Linked DNA regions of Sus scrofa: all the other regions are linked to region 3. A link is a contact called in public Hi-C and HiChIP or PLAC-seq data. All regions are on one chromosome and are shown on one strand. Each heading gives the region's core, a stretch centred on a gene start, on an enhancer-like site or on the middle of the called end of the contact. The rest is flanking DNA. Distances are from core to core; before and after follow the strand shown.

What was found. A called contact is a pair of places that touch in the nucleus more often than the background predicts. HiChIP or PLAC-seq counts read pairs in DNA pulled down with a chosen protein or histone mark.
Region 1: an H3K27ac HiChIP or PLAC-seq map of alveolar macrophages shows a contact between it and region 3. The contact joins the promoter of FGD2 here to the promoter of PPIL1 in region 3. A contact is called at or near these places in 2 of 5 promoter capture datasets (both in liver), 2 of 47 Hi-C or Micro-C datasets (blood and embryonic fibroblasts) and 2 of 2 datasets of contacts at active chromatin or transcription factors (alveolar macrophages and skeletal muscle).
Region 2: a contact with region 3 is called in a Hi-C map of epiblast stem cells, with 2.8 times the contacts expected there. The contact joins the enhancer-like site here to the promoter of PPIL1 in region 3. A contact is called at or near these places in 2 of 47 Hi-C or Micro-C datasets (epiblast stem cells and fibroblasts).

Annotation. Positions count from the first base shown.
Region 1 is chr7:32,645,336-32,650,015 of Sscrofa11.1, forward strand. FGD2 (FYVE, RhoGEF and PH domain-containing protein 2) reads left to right here and starts at 2,925. Exons shown (of 13, transcript XM_021098655.1): 1 at 2,925-3,174. The coding sequence starts at 3,107.
Region 2 is chr7:32,445,958-32,450,351 of Sscrofa11.1, forward strand. All of the region lies in intron 10 of CPNE5 (copine-5), which reads right to left. Among named protein-coding and RNA genes, the nearest start is that of CPNE5, 60 kb to the right of the region's middle. Within about 2 kb of position 2,809, at least 5 of the 83 cell types and tissues checked have an H3K27ac peak or open chromatin away from gene starts, as enhancers often do. A contact at or near this core is called in epiblast stem cells, where this site is marked.
Region 3 is chr7:32,544,272-32,549,189 of Sscrofa11.1, forward strand. PPIL1 (peptidyl-prolyl cis-trans isomerase-like 1) reads right to left here and starts at 3,603. Exons shown (of 5, transcript XM_003128368.5): 1 at 3,502-3,603; 2 at 1-304. C7H6orf89 (bombesin receptor-activated protein C6orf89 homolog) reads left to right here and starts at 298. Exons shown (of 10, transcript XM_021098652.1): 1 at 298-431; 2 at 3,261-3,717.

The DNA.
Region 1 (4,680 bases), core at 1,675-4,174, 100 kb after region 3:
TGGCTGCCTGCATCTCCCTCAGCCACTGTCATCCCTCACTCACAGGCCTCTGTCACAGGCTATCAAGCTTTCGGCAGCTGCTGTGTTTGGCTGAGGCTGGGGGCCAGGTTAGGGGCAAGGGGTCCCTGGGAACATGCCAGCCTGTCCTCTCTGGGCCTTGGCTCGCTGGGGATAAAGGCTCCTCTGAGGAGTCCTCACTATCCCCTGGAAAGGCCACGACCTCACAAACCCCTGGAGGTTACACACATACATTCTCTCTCACAACCAGGACCCAAATGCTCATACTCCTACCTGGCAGCCCCCAGATGCCCTCTAATGCCCCAGGGCACCAGCAAGAGGCCCTTTGGGTGCCCCTAGTCTGCACACAAAGCCTGCTTTGCATCCTAGGGCAGAGCTTTCTTGCCCGCCAGCCTGCCTGCCTACCATGTGACTGCTCAGCCTTGCAGCTCCTTCCCTCCCTCCCTCGCTTCATCTCCCCCCCTCCCCCCACCCCCCGCACCCGGTCTGGGCTGCAGGAAACTGAGCTCTTCCATCCTCCTTAAGGCTTGAAAGCAGAGAAGAGGAAGCATGCGGCTTATCCATGCCAAGGACCCCAAGAACCTGGAAACAGAGACACCCCACTCAGAGGGAGTGTTCACGACCGACCATTGAATCAGAGCCTCCATTACATAAAGAAAATTCTGTACCCACTTCCCTTCATGCAAAAGCCTCTCAGCTCAGCAGACAAAGCCGATCAGGGGCCCCCTCAGCCCATGTCTTGCCATTCCCAAGCCCCTGGACACCCCAGTGTGCTGGACCCCCTACTCTTATTCCTGGTCTCACCCTTGTCCTCAAGCCCACATTGCTTCCTTCTGCTTTGAATGCCTTTTCTTACCTTGTCAACCTGGGGATTTAACTCGTCCTTCATCCTTCTGGCTGCCTCTGCTAGGAAGTCTTCCTAGATAGCACCCTCTGCTCTCTGCAGACTTCAGTGCCCCTCCTTTGGGTATTCACAGCTCCCCTGTTCAAAGCATTTCCCACATTGTACTTTAGTGGTTAACAGGCCATCTTCCTCATTAGACTATGAGCTAAAGGACAGGGGACAGTGTTTAATCCATAACCTCTACCACATGGCTGACACGTAGTCGATTGAACCTGCGTCATAACAGTGACCTGAATCACAGCAGTGACAACCCCAGATCCTTAACCTACTGCGCCCCAAGGAAACTGCCTTATTTAATTATATCTCTTGGAGTATGATGATGGTAAAAGTGTTTCATGTACATACATAAACGTATATAACATATAAAAGTGTATATGTGTGCATCCATGTATAGAATAATATTGCCATTGTACGTATTGTACTGAGTATATATATTTCCTTATTTTTAAGATACACACTGAAATATTTGTGGATGAACTCATCTGATTTGTTTCAAAATGGTATGGGCAGAGGGAGTGAATGTGTCTGTAGCCAGAGCAGGGCTGACCCTGAGTTGATGGTTGTTGGGTCTGGTTCATGGGGGTACGTTATATTATTCTGTCTATTTTGCATGTGTCCTAAATTGTCCATAACAAAAAGTGAAAACAAAAAGCAAGGCAGATTAGTGAGATTTAAGGTTGAGGAGAGAAGCCAGGCATCTGCTAGAGGAAATGACTCGGGTGAAGCTCTAAGACAGTGAGGATGTGGGCGTGTGAGGCCCAGTGTTTCATGGGCACTGGAGTGTGCAGCTCTGCTAGGCGCTTAGGGTACCAGGATGACTGAGGCTCAGTCCCTACCCGCCAGGACAAAGGCCAGTCTCCACAGAGGCCCTGGCTCAGGGCAAGCGAGACCAGAACCCAGTGAGAGAGCCCTGAAGGGCCTGTGGGCCTTGAACAAGGGGGACAGAATCAGTGGCCCTTGTTCTGGAAGCGCTGGGAGGCCACGTGGTAAAGGAGTTGTCAGGCAGAGATCACCCCGTGTGCCAGGAACCTTTGCCACAGCAGCAACAGCTGTAGTAGTGACAATGCTGGATCAGTGAGCCACCAGGGAGCTCCTCTTTTTGTGTTCTTACTGGGTGACTTTGGGCAAGTTACTTAACCTCTCTGATACTGTTTTTTTTTTCATCGATAGAATGGGGATGGTAATAGGGCCCACCTCATAAGGCTGTTGTGAAATTAAATGAGAAAATATTTGTAAAGCACTAAAAAGAGAGGGTGGCAGCTATTATTATCATCAGAGTTTCAGGGAGGAACCTGCCCTCCCCTGGGGCAAGAAGGTGGAAAAAGCAGCCATTAAAATGAGGGAATTCCAGTGGGGAGGGGGGAACCCTGCTGTACTCCTCCCCGCAAGCCCCTAATAGGTTTGTGATTTTCAAAAAAATTTATTTATTTTTTTTGTTTTGTCTTTTTGCCTTTTTAAGGGCCACTCTCACGGCATATGGAGGTTCCCAGGCTAGGGGTCTCATCAGAGCTATAGCGGCTGGCCTACGCCAGAGCCACAGCAACGCAGGATCCAAGCCGCATCTGCGACCTATATCACTGCTCACGGCAACACCAGATCCTTAACCCACTGAGCAAGGCCAGGGATGGAACCGGCAACCTCATGGTTCCTAGTCAGATTCGTAAACCACTGAGCCACCACGGGAACTCCAAAAAAGGGTTTTTTTTTTAAAAGGTGTTTTCTTATAGCCGTTAGCAGAGTCAGATGCAGAAAATAAGTTGTGGAGAAAGGACCGAATAAAATCCACTGGACTTTGCAGGGGAGAAAATGTGGTTGACCAGTGAGGAGCATCCCAGGCCAAGAGCCCCATTCCAGAATCTACCTGTAGGCCCTATTGCCCTCTTGGGAGGGCTTCTGGAACTGGGAGTCTATAGGAATGAAAGTCAGCCCCATGGGGGAGGGGTGGGGCCCAAGCAGGCTCCTCCCTCTTCGGGGAGCACAGGCCTTTCCCCTTCAGGGCTGTGGCTCTGGGACCACTTCCTCTTTGCTCACTGAGGAGCAGGGAGCAGGCCTGCTGAGCCCTGGGGAGGGACTCCAGGATGCCTTAGCCCATCTGTGACTGCAGGTGGGGTGGCTGAGTGTGCTGGTTGGAGACTTCCCTCCCTGCTTCAGGCACCACTGAGGGCCTCCCTGGAGCCCTGCAGGATGGAGGGGGCAAGTAAGGAGAAGCTGGCATCTGTGTCCAGTCTGGTGACTGTGTTTGAGAACAGCAGGTACGGGGTAGTGGAGGTGGGAAGGGTCACCACACCCAACTGGCAGTCTCCCTCCGGCTCCTCTGCCCACCCCTTGGGCAGTGCAGGCCCCCCAGTCGTCAGGCTCAGGAGCAGGGCCGGGGCCACCCTGGGCCTCACAGGGAGCAGTTCTCTCTCTGGGCCCTGTCCTGGTCACCTCCTCCTGTCTGGGCAGTGCCCATGTCCCTCAGTCATGGGTTCCTCAGGACATGGGAGAGTGCTGTTGGGCCACCGGGAACTGGGCAAGTGAGTGTGTGGGTTTTGATGTATTGAGCAGGGCCCAGATGTTTTGTGTAATTACGAGTGAGCGTGGGTGGACCAAAGGCCATGTTTGGGGTGCAGAACTCCACCCATTGTCCCTCCAGCAGAAATAATAGCTAATACTTATGAAGCCCTTACTCCTTATGCGTAGGATAACCATGCCATTTATCATTCAAACTGGGACACAATTGAAACTGAAAATGGATGCTGTCAAATTTTTTTGGTGGGAAGGAAGGGACAGTAGGAGAAAGACTGAGACTGTCTTGGGCAAACCAGAATGTCTGATCAGTCTACCTCTGGAGCACTGTTCTCAATGTGTTTGCTACTTATTTCATTTAATCATCTAACAGCCTACTGGGGGTAGGTTCCACCTCCAGCCCCATCTTACAGATGTGAAAGAGGAGGTGCAGAGAGGTGGAGAGGCCTTAAGTGCTTTAAGTTCATTGGCAGGGAGCAGTGCAGCGGCTTCCATTTGAAGGGGAAAGGCTGAACCAGGTGTGTGGAGGTCATTGTGTGTCTGTGTGTGACATGAATCCACTCTGCAGGCTTTTCTCGAGCCCAGGACTGTGTTAGGGACTGTGGCTGTCATAGGTAGTATTCTCTGGAAATGGAGACTCTGGGTGGAGATTTGCTGGAGAGGGTTTGGGGATAACACCTGAGGGGACGAGGGAGGCAGCATGGGGCACAGGGAGAAGTTGAACTGCCACAGAGGCCACAGCCTGTCCCAGAGACTTCTGGAGCTGGGGTGCACCTCGGGCTGTTCCAGTTGAGGCAAAGGGCTAGGTCCTTGTACCCCCACATGACTTGTCGTTGGTCGTAGACTTGACTTTAGATGAGGGTGCTCTCTTCCAGGGAGGGCTCTTCCCAGCAAGGGACCCAGTCAGTCACCCTTCAGCCATCGTTCCACCAGCAGCCAGGGGGAGAGCACCTCAGTCCTGAGAGGGTAGGGGTGGCACTGCACGGCATCAAATGGGAACCGCATTGGATGCAGGAACCCAAAGAATGGTCTTTGCCCAAAGGATTTCTATCTCTGATGCCAAGCTCATGAATGACCGTGATGCCAGGTCATGGACAATAGATAGCCTGGGAGGGGCCTAGATGCTCTGAGGACACTCAGAGCAGACAAAGCCTCCTGTGGGCTTCATGGTGGAGGTGGCATAGATGTGGACCTAGAAGGGAAGTTCAGCTTCCCGAGTAGGTGACCTGCCTTTCTTTTTTTTTTTTTTT
Region 2 (4,394 bases), core at 1,559-4,058, 99 kb before region 3:
GCTGCTTCATCTCAGCAGTTGCCAGACAGCAGAAACAATGGCTTTGTGAGGCAAAACTAGACAGCCATTTCTTTTTGTTTTGTTTTGTTTTCTCGGCTGCACCTACAGCATGTGGAAGTTCCCAGACCAGGGGTCAAACCTGCACCACAGCAGTGACCCGGGCCACCGCAGTGACAATGTCAGATCCTTAACCTGCTGCACCCCCAGGGAGCTCCTAGACATCCATTTCCTGCATTTCCAGTGAGGATTCCTGCATCAGGGGGAGTGTCAGGAGATAGGGCTCTGGACCAGGGCTCGAATCAGAGTTGCAGCTGCTGGCCTTTGCCACAGCCATTGCAACGCCAGATCCGAGCCGCAGCTCATGGCAACACCGGATCCTTAACCCACTGAGGGTGGCCGGGATTCAAACCCACATCCTCGTGGATACTAGTCAGGTTCTGAATCTACTGAGCCACAACAGGAACTCTCAGACTCTCTTCATCTGAGATCCATGGAAGGGTCTGGGGACGGGTTTTAGGGGTCTGTGAACCCTTGGAAGCGTCGGTGGAACTGGATGTCTGAGTTTTATGTGCTCACTGTTCCCCTGCCTGGAGCATCGTCTCCCAGATTGCCACATTCATGGTTCACCTCCCCGCTTCCTTCAGGCCTTTGCTCAAATGTCATGTCTTTGACGTGAGCACCTGCCCAGAGCACCATTATCTAAAATGTATAAGCCCCTGGTCCCCTGACTCTGACACCTCCTAGTCCCCTTCCATGCTGCTTTCCCCATCACATCTGTCATCATCTGATGTTTGACATGGCCTATCTTTCTCCTGACTTCTTTTACAGCCTGTCACTAAGATGTAAGCTCCGTAAGGGCAGGGGTTTGTCTTCTTTGTTCACTGGTATATCTCCAGTGCCCAGAATAGCGCCTGGCACTTAGTAAGTGTTTGAGTAATTTTTTTTTTTTTTGGAATGAACTAATGAATAAGTGTATCTCTTAGAGGAGAGTTTCTATAGCTTTCACTGGCATTTCAAGCCAGTGAAAATAAAGCCCTTGGCTTAGGTGATCTCTAAGACCCTGTCAGCTCTTTTAGTCTGAATCCAGGAGCTTGCTTTGCAAACTGAAAGTGCAGAGTTGGCTTCATCCCAGCTAAGCCCCAATCCAGCACCCCTGCCCACCCCCCATGCCATGCCTGGCTGGCCCTATTCCAGAAGCCTATCCTACTCCACGGAGGGGGGAGCCCAGGGGGAGTATAGGGCAGGGACTGTCCCTGGAGACTTTTCTGCCTTAGCCCAGCTACCTTCTGGCTTGGAAAGGCCACCCAGGAAAGCGCCCAGGCCCCACCCGAGCCCACACAGCCTGTGCCATTTCTTCTCTGGCAATTTTCAAGTCAAAATGTCATTCCTGTCACTGCGGCTCAGTGTTCCTCTTCTGTGCTCCTTCTCGCCCACCCGCTGGAGTGTGAGGTACACGTGGGAGACTTCCCCACACACCCCAGAGCTGGTGAGGAGGACAGGGATGGGGATGGGAAGAGGAGGGGCCACGGCTGCCCTTAGCTGGGGCCAGAAGGGGAGCCTGGGGTGGGTGGTGGGGTGGCAGGGGGGAGGATCAGGAGCAGCAACTGTCGGTGAGGGGAGGGAGATCCGACCGCCCAGAGGCCCTGACTTCCCATCTGGAAGCATCACACAGACCTGCCCTGGACCCTCCCAGCCTCCCCACTGCCCACTTCTTTGGAGCCACTGCCTTCTCTCATGCCTCTCCCTTGCCAGCCAAACTTCCTGACCAGGGCTTCTAAGCTATTATATTCTCATTTCTCCTCCATGTCTTTCTTCCTGAGCTCTGTGTGGTTGGCTTTCTGTTCAGACTCTTGCCTGAAACCACTTTCTTTAAGCTCCCTCTAGCCCCCAGTCACGGAACCCACAAGCCCCTCAGACTCCCTGATGCACCTGCTGTGCGAGATGAGGCCCTAGCGTGGAAATGACCTTTGCAGTCATTTCCCGGCTCAACTCCTTTCGACACACACTTGGGGCAGCGTGTGGGGGAGTATACACCAAGAAGGTTACACAGATGTGGGTTTTGGTCCCAGGACCACAGCTGGCAGCTATGCAGCCCTGGGCAAGTGACTGGGCCTCCCAAAACCGTGACTAATGCTGCCAGGCCCCCTGTTCTAATAACTGGGGTTAACTCATGTAATCTTCCCGGCTTTCCCTCGAGGGAGATGTTCTGATTATCCCCATCACACACACCAAGAAAGTGAGCCTCAGAGGTAGTGCTGCACAGTCAGGAATGACAGCCACTAGCCACCCGTGGCTATTTACATTCAAATTAACTAAGAGGAAATGAAATGAGAGATTCAGTTTCTCCCGCGCACTAGGCCCTTTCCAGGGCTCAGCAGCTGTGTGTACCTAATGGCGATCACAGGGGACAGTGAGATACAGAACCTTTCCACCTCCCAGAAAGTTCCATGGGGTTGGAGACGCCGAGTGTGACACAGCTCATAATTGTCCTGGTTCTCCATCACCACACTCCTGCTCCCAGACGGGTGATTCTGATTGAAGAGGACAAGGTCTGCGCGGTGCCAGGAGCACATGGCTGCTCTGTGGCTGTTTCCTTCCATGGCCCTCCCGGCGTGGCAGGCGTGACACTTCACTCCCCGCACCCCTCTGGATCGGTTTCTCCAGCTGCCTTCGGTGTGTACCCCCCCACCTCCCCCGACCCGAGCCCATGCTTCAAGGGAAACTTGCCCCCCAGTAAACCTCCGTGGCCTCCCTCATCTGACCAGCGCCTTTGCCACTGTCAACACTTGGGGAACCCGTGGCTCCACTGACAGGAGGGGGCTGTGACCGCAGTCCCTGCCCAGGCTCTGCTGCGCCAGGTCTTGGACTGTCCTTCGGCCCGGTCCTCCCCTCCCCGCGCCCTCCCCTGCCTACCACACCCCCCCGCCCTGCAGCACAGCTCGCTTTTGCGCAGCACCTCCCACCTGCTCACCGTGTCAGTCACGAGTCTCTCCCTCTCCCCCGCCCCCTCCTCATCCATCCTACACATCTCTCTGCTAGAATAATCACTGGCAAACACTCCGCCACACACCTATCTCCTGCTCCGCCACCAGAATCCCCGCCTCCAGCTGGCCAGCCGGCCCTCACCTCGGACACAAGCCCGGGGTGGCCCCTCTGGGGGCGGGGGGCCCGCGTGGACATTTCCGTGGGTGCCCAGAACATCACTCAGGCCTCTTCCTCCCTCCCTCGAGTGGAGTTGAAGTCAACAAGAATTATTTAAAGAAATCCTGCTAGGAGTCCTTTGGTGAGACAAAGAATCCTTTTGTTATGCAAATGATCATACCTAATTCCCTTTGTTTTGTACGTTCAGGCTTAAAAATCAGTTTTCCCCGGAACTGAAACACCCCTCCTCTCTATTTCTGCCCTGCCCCCCAACACAGACAGACAGACAGACAGACAGACAGACACACACACACACACACACACACACACACACAGGATTTCAGATTCTGGGGGACTTTGGGAGGCCTCCCAGCCCTCTGCTCAGGGCACACTTGCTTTGCACACGCTATTTCTCTAGCCTGTTATTCTTCCTGGCTCCTCCTCCCCCACCCCCCACCCCTGTGGCCCCATTTTCTTCCTCTCCTTCAAAATCTGCTTCCTAGTGCCCCTTCTCCAGCAGCGTTTCTCTAATTAACCTCCCTGGCCCCATCACTTCCTTATTCTGCAAATTCCAGCCATAAGTGGCCAAAGCCTCCCAGAGCTGTGGTGCTTAAAGAGACTATGGAGACCACCTAATCCAAACAGATTATTTTACTGATGAGAAAACAGGCCCAGAGAGGGAGCATCCTTGCCTGGGGTCACACAACAGATTGGTGGAGAGGACCTAGGTCCCCAGACCCTCAACCTAGAATCTGTGTACATGGCTGACCTACATTCGCCAAATGAGTGGTGTGTCTTTCCATCATATTGTGGGTGGCGTCCAGATTAGGGAGAGGACAGAGGGAAATGGGGCTTCAAAGATGTGAGGGGGGAGTTCCTGTTGTGGCTCAACAGTCAATGGACCCGGCTAGCATCCACGAGGGTACGGGTTCAATCCCTGGCCTCACTCAGTGGGTTAAGGATCCGGCATTGCCATGAGCTGTGGTGTAGGTCGAAGATGCAGCTCAGATCCCGAGTTGCTGTGGCTGTGGTGTGGGCCGGTGGCTAGAGCTGTAGCTCTAATTGGACCCCTAGCCTGGGAACCTTCATGTGTCGCAGGTGTAGCCCTAAAAAGACAAAAGACAAAAAAAAAAGAAAAAAAATATGTGAAGGGTTTTGAATGAAGCCTTTGGCAGAGTGTGGAGCCATTTGGGGAAAAGGTCCGAATTTGCCACACTGAGTGTGATATCGTGGGGGAATGTGTGGTCTCAGGG
Region 3 (4,918 bases), core at 2,353-4,852:
AATCGCTACTTCCGGCGTCGACTCCCGGGAGACCCGAGGCTGCTGCACACACTTCCGGTTCCCGTGGTTCAGGTCTAGCGACGCCAAGATCTTCGGGGGCTTGAGACAAGGAAGGGGAAAGACCTCCACCTCCAAGGTCGGGAATCTGAGGTGCGATGTGAAAACAAACGGTCCGGCGCAGACGGAGAAAAGTGCAAGCTCTGTCAGAGATGGTCTCCAAGCGGAGAAACACCGCGCCACTCTCCGAACGCTCTGATTGGTTTGTTTAGGCGTGGAAGGAGTGAACACCAACAAATCTGCACTTCTGTGGGAATTAAATGCTCATCTTCAATTCGAAGAATTTCTTAGTCCCGCATTGAGCAGAGACGGAAAGAGCGGAAGTGAATGGAAGGGAATAGAGTTGAGAGATGCCAAAAACTAAAGCTTGTAAGGTGCTGTACGTTTACATAGCGCTTGAACATTATTATCTTACCTACTCCGCAAACAGTCTTTTATATATATATATATATATATATATATATATATTTTTTTTTTTTTTTTTTTTTTTTTTTTTGGTCTTTTTGCCTTTTCTAGGGCTGCTCCCGCGGCATATGGAGGTTCCCAGGCTAGGGGTCAAATCGGAGCTGTAGCTGCCGGCTTACACCCGAGCCACAGCATCGCCAGATCCAAACTGCGTCTGTGACTTATACCATAGCTCCCTGCAACACTGGATTCTTAACCCACTGAGCAAGGCCAGGGATTGAACCTGCAACCTCATGGTTCCTAGTTGGATTTGTTAACCACTGAGCCATGTCGGGAACTCCAACAGTCTTATAAAAAGTTATGTTGTTACTGCCATTTTCAGATCTGAAAACTGAGACTCAGCAGTAAATGACTTGTTAATTTGTCCATGACCATGCAGCAAATCAGAGCTTCTAGACTTCCAAAAGCAAAGCGCCTGGGGAGAGGGGAGAGGGCTGGGAAAAAAATGAGAGATAAGGAAAAGGAGAAAGAGGAGAATGAAGATCAAATAAATCAGGGCTAAAGCAAGGCCTAGAACAACCGTGTCTGAGATAGATGGTGCCCCAAGGTTGTAAGGAGGGTTCGCTCATGATCAAAGAGAAGCAAAGTAGAGGCAATTCCAGGAGGTTTAGAGGGAGGACAAGAAAGAAATGGGGTTAATAAACATATTGTAAATGTTTTGCACATCTCTTAATAATGATAGTTAAATGAATGCTTACTTTGTGCCAGGCGTCCACTTAAGCACTATTGTGTACTTTCCCATTGTTAAAAATCAAACACAAATGGAGCCCAGACTTGAAAATTCCCTGAGCAGACAAACTAGTCAGGTCATACAAATAAAATTTAATTTAGATTTCTTTCTTTCTTTCTTTCTTTTTTTAGGGCTGCATCCGTGGCATATGAAGGTTCCCAGGCTAGGGGTTGAATCAGAGCTGTAGCCGCTGGCCTACACCCCAGCCGTAGCAATGCCAGATCTGAGTCGCTCATGGCAATGCCATATACTTAACCCACTGAGCAAGGCCAGGGATCAAGCCTGCATCCTCATAGATCTTAGATTCCACTGAGCCGCAACAGGAACTCCTAGATGATTCTTAAAATAAGCAAAACTTAACTTGGGCCACTTCTTGTTCTTCTTTTCTCTGAAAATCATAAATGAAACTGTTCCCCAAAATTAATATGGGTAACCACTTTTTTTTCTTTTTAGGGCCGCCAGCATATGGAAGTTCCCAGGCTAGGGGTGGAGTTCTGCTGCTGGCCTACACCACTGGCACAACAATGCCAGATCAAAGCAGCGTCTGCAGCCTACACCACAGCTTGTGGCAACATCGGATTCTTAACCCACTGAAGGAGCCCAGAGGTCAAACCCACAACCTCATGGATAGGAGTTGGGTTCTTAACCTGCTGAGCCACAATGGGAACTCTGAGGTAACCACTTTTAACCCATTTTCTATCACTAAGAAAACTCTAATACTATAAACCAATCACTGTGAAGAATAGGCACTGCCTCCTTACTTTATGAGCTGCTTTATAAAAATATACCTTTGAGGATTGACCAAATTTTTCCCAGGCCAGGAATTAACCCAAGCCACAGCAGATACCTGAGCCACAGCAGAGACAACACCAGATCCTTAACCACTAAGCCACCAGGGAACTCCCTAAATGCCCTTTATTGAAAAGGAAATTATAGACTTTTACAGAAACATCATTTTTCAAGCTGGAAACATGAAGGTCATTCTTTATCTCTCTGCTCCCTTCAAGCGACACATTATCAAGACCCATCAATTCTTTTTTTCCAAACATCTCCAAATTGTATCCCTTCGTTCCCATTCCCACTGCTGTTTCATACCTTTAACACCAGGATTATTTCAAGAGCCCTTTTCCTGCATTCTCTGCTTTTTGGCTTTCCCCCACTAATCTATCACACACACACACAATCACAAAAACTTTCCTCCCAAAACGCTACAAGATATTGCCACAAAGTATTAGATGTTTTCCCTTTGCTTGTTAAAGTCCCAAATCACTTGGTCTGAACTTGAAGGACCTTCACCATTGACCCCTGACTTCTCCAGCTGGATTTCCTATTTTATTATCCAAGCCTTAAATGTGGCAACAGTCTTCTCACTTCCAGACCTCTGCCCAAGATGGCCTTTCTCCTTGTAATGCTTTCCCAAACCTTGTCCATGCCCTTGTTCCAGCTTCTTCAGAAAACCTCTCCACTCTACAGTAGACTCTCTCCCCTTCTCTCTTCTTGGTCTTTAATTTGGTGTCCCCTTCCATCATTGTCTAACTGCTTGTGTCAAATTTTGTTCTCACCCAGTAGACTGTTAACAGCTCTAACATGTTAGAACTTGGCCTCTTCCAGTTCAGTTCAGCATTCACATAGAGCCTATTCCAGACCAGAACCTGAACAAAGGGAACTTCCAGTGTAATCTTGAGCAATTTAACCTTTCCATAAACCTCAGCTGGTTGGTATGAGGGTAAATGAGAATTGCTGAAGTGGTTTCATGATATAAAGTCTTTTTTTTTCCCCCCCTTTTTGGCCAGACCTCTGGCATATGGAAGTTCCTGGGCCAGAGATCGACCTGCACCACAGCAGCAATCGGAGTAGCTGCAGTGACAATGCTGGCTCCTTAACCCGCTGAGCCACAAGGGAACCTCTAAAAACCTCTGTAACGTCTGGCACAGAGTACATTCTCAATAAACATTATGAGTGGGCCATATGTACATGTGAGCGATTTATTTGCTTGTCTTTCTTTTAGGTCACAAGAGTAAGGGCCTGCTCACCATTTACGTATCCTTCCCAATCCCACCTCTTAATGCCTAACACGGTGCCAGGCAGGTAGTAAGAGGATCAGCAAATACCCATTGAATGAATCAGTTGAGCTATGAAGTGTGTGTTAGCGAAGGAAAGGCCCTAGCAAGGACTGAAAAGGACCGAATTCAGAGGAAGGACCGAATTCAGAGGAAGAACCGGACGCCAGGGGGAGCAAGAAGGCGTACTTGCCAGACGTCGCGGGAGTTCCCGTGCACTCCGAGGCTTCGCGCGTTTAGCTTCTGGCGGAAGGGCGGGGCAGGAAAAAGGACCGCAGCCTCGGCGCTGGCGTGGGAATTGCTTCCGGGTTACGCGCCCGGAATCAGGAAGTTGTCGGCTTCTTCACGCCCGGCGGCTTGCTGTCTCCGAGGCGGGAGGAGCCCGAGGGGGCACGGTCCCCGCATGTGAGTGACTGGGGCCCGAGGCCGGGAGGGGGAGGCAGCTCCGTGACAGCCTCGCCGCTGCATCCGTGTATAACATCCCCGTGCAGCCCACCCTTCGCAGCCAGTGCTATTCTTGTGTAGTGAATGGCATTCCCCTTTTCTGATCCTCTGGCGTTTTGCAGACTGACAGCATACCCTACCAACCCCCCCCCACCCCCACCCCGGGTCGACTCCTTTTTTAACGTGGCTCTGCCGAGGAGAGCAAAGCAGGTTCGACTGTGATTAAATTTGTTTCGCAGGCCTCACGGCAGTTTCCAACACAACAATGCTAGCGAAGTCTAGATTTTGCTGCCTTTTTGAAAATTTTCTAATTAAAAAAAATATAATGCGAGTAAATCCCTCGCCTTCCATCCGAAACATCTTTTTCTTTCTTTCTTTGGTCTTTTTAGGGCTGCCCCTGCACCGTATAGAATTTCCCAGGCTAGGGGTCGAATCGGAGCCGCAGCTGCCAGCCTACACAACAGCCACAAAAATGCGGGATCCCAGCCGCGTCTGAGACCTACATGGCAGCTCACTGTGACGCTGGATCCTTAACCCGCTAAGTGAGGCCGGGAATCGAACCGGTCCTCACGGATACTAGTCAGGTTCGTTACCCCTGAGCCACAACGGGAATTCCTAAAACATCTTTTTCTAATAATTGTTAGGAAAGGATTTTTTTTTTTTAATGTGGACTTGGTACATATATGATAAACATAGCATCTCGGATTTCAGGAAGAAATATAACTTATTGACCCAAGTAAATGAGCTGTTAATAATCACCTTTTAGAACAAGGAGATTCGCCTGCCTCATGTTACTTAGTGTTTTAAGACCACTAAGCCTGCAGGCCACACTTTTTCTAGCCTACACAGTTTTGGTATTGGCTAGTGTATTTTAAAGTATTTGGCCATCTCCTTATAATAGGGACTATTCCCAGATACTTACTATTCTCATGTTTTCTGTTTGCTCAATTTGATTGTTCCCATGGTGGAATCTTTATGGACATCTCTCCCTTAACTTTGCTACATTGACGTTTTGACTGATATTTACATCGGCCACCTTGAGTACTATAGGCCCTATTTTTTATTATTTTTCTGCTTTGGACCAAAACAATTTTGGGGACCCAGTTGAATCCATGTTCTTCCACAGCTGTTCTAAAACTCCCACCAAAAAAATGTCCAAGTG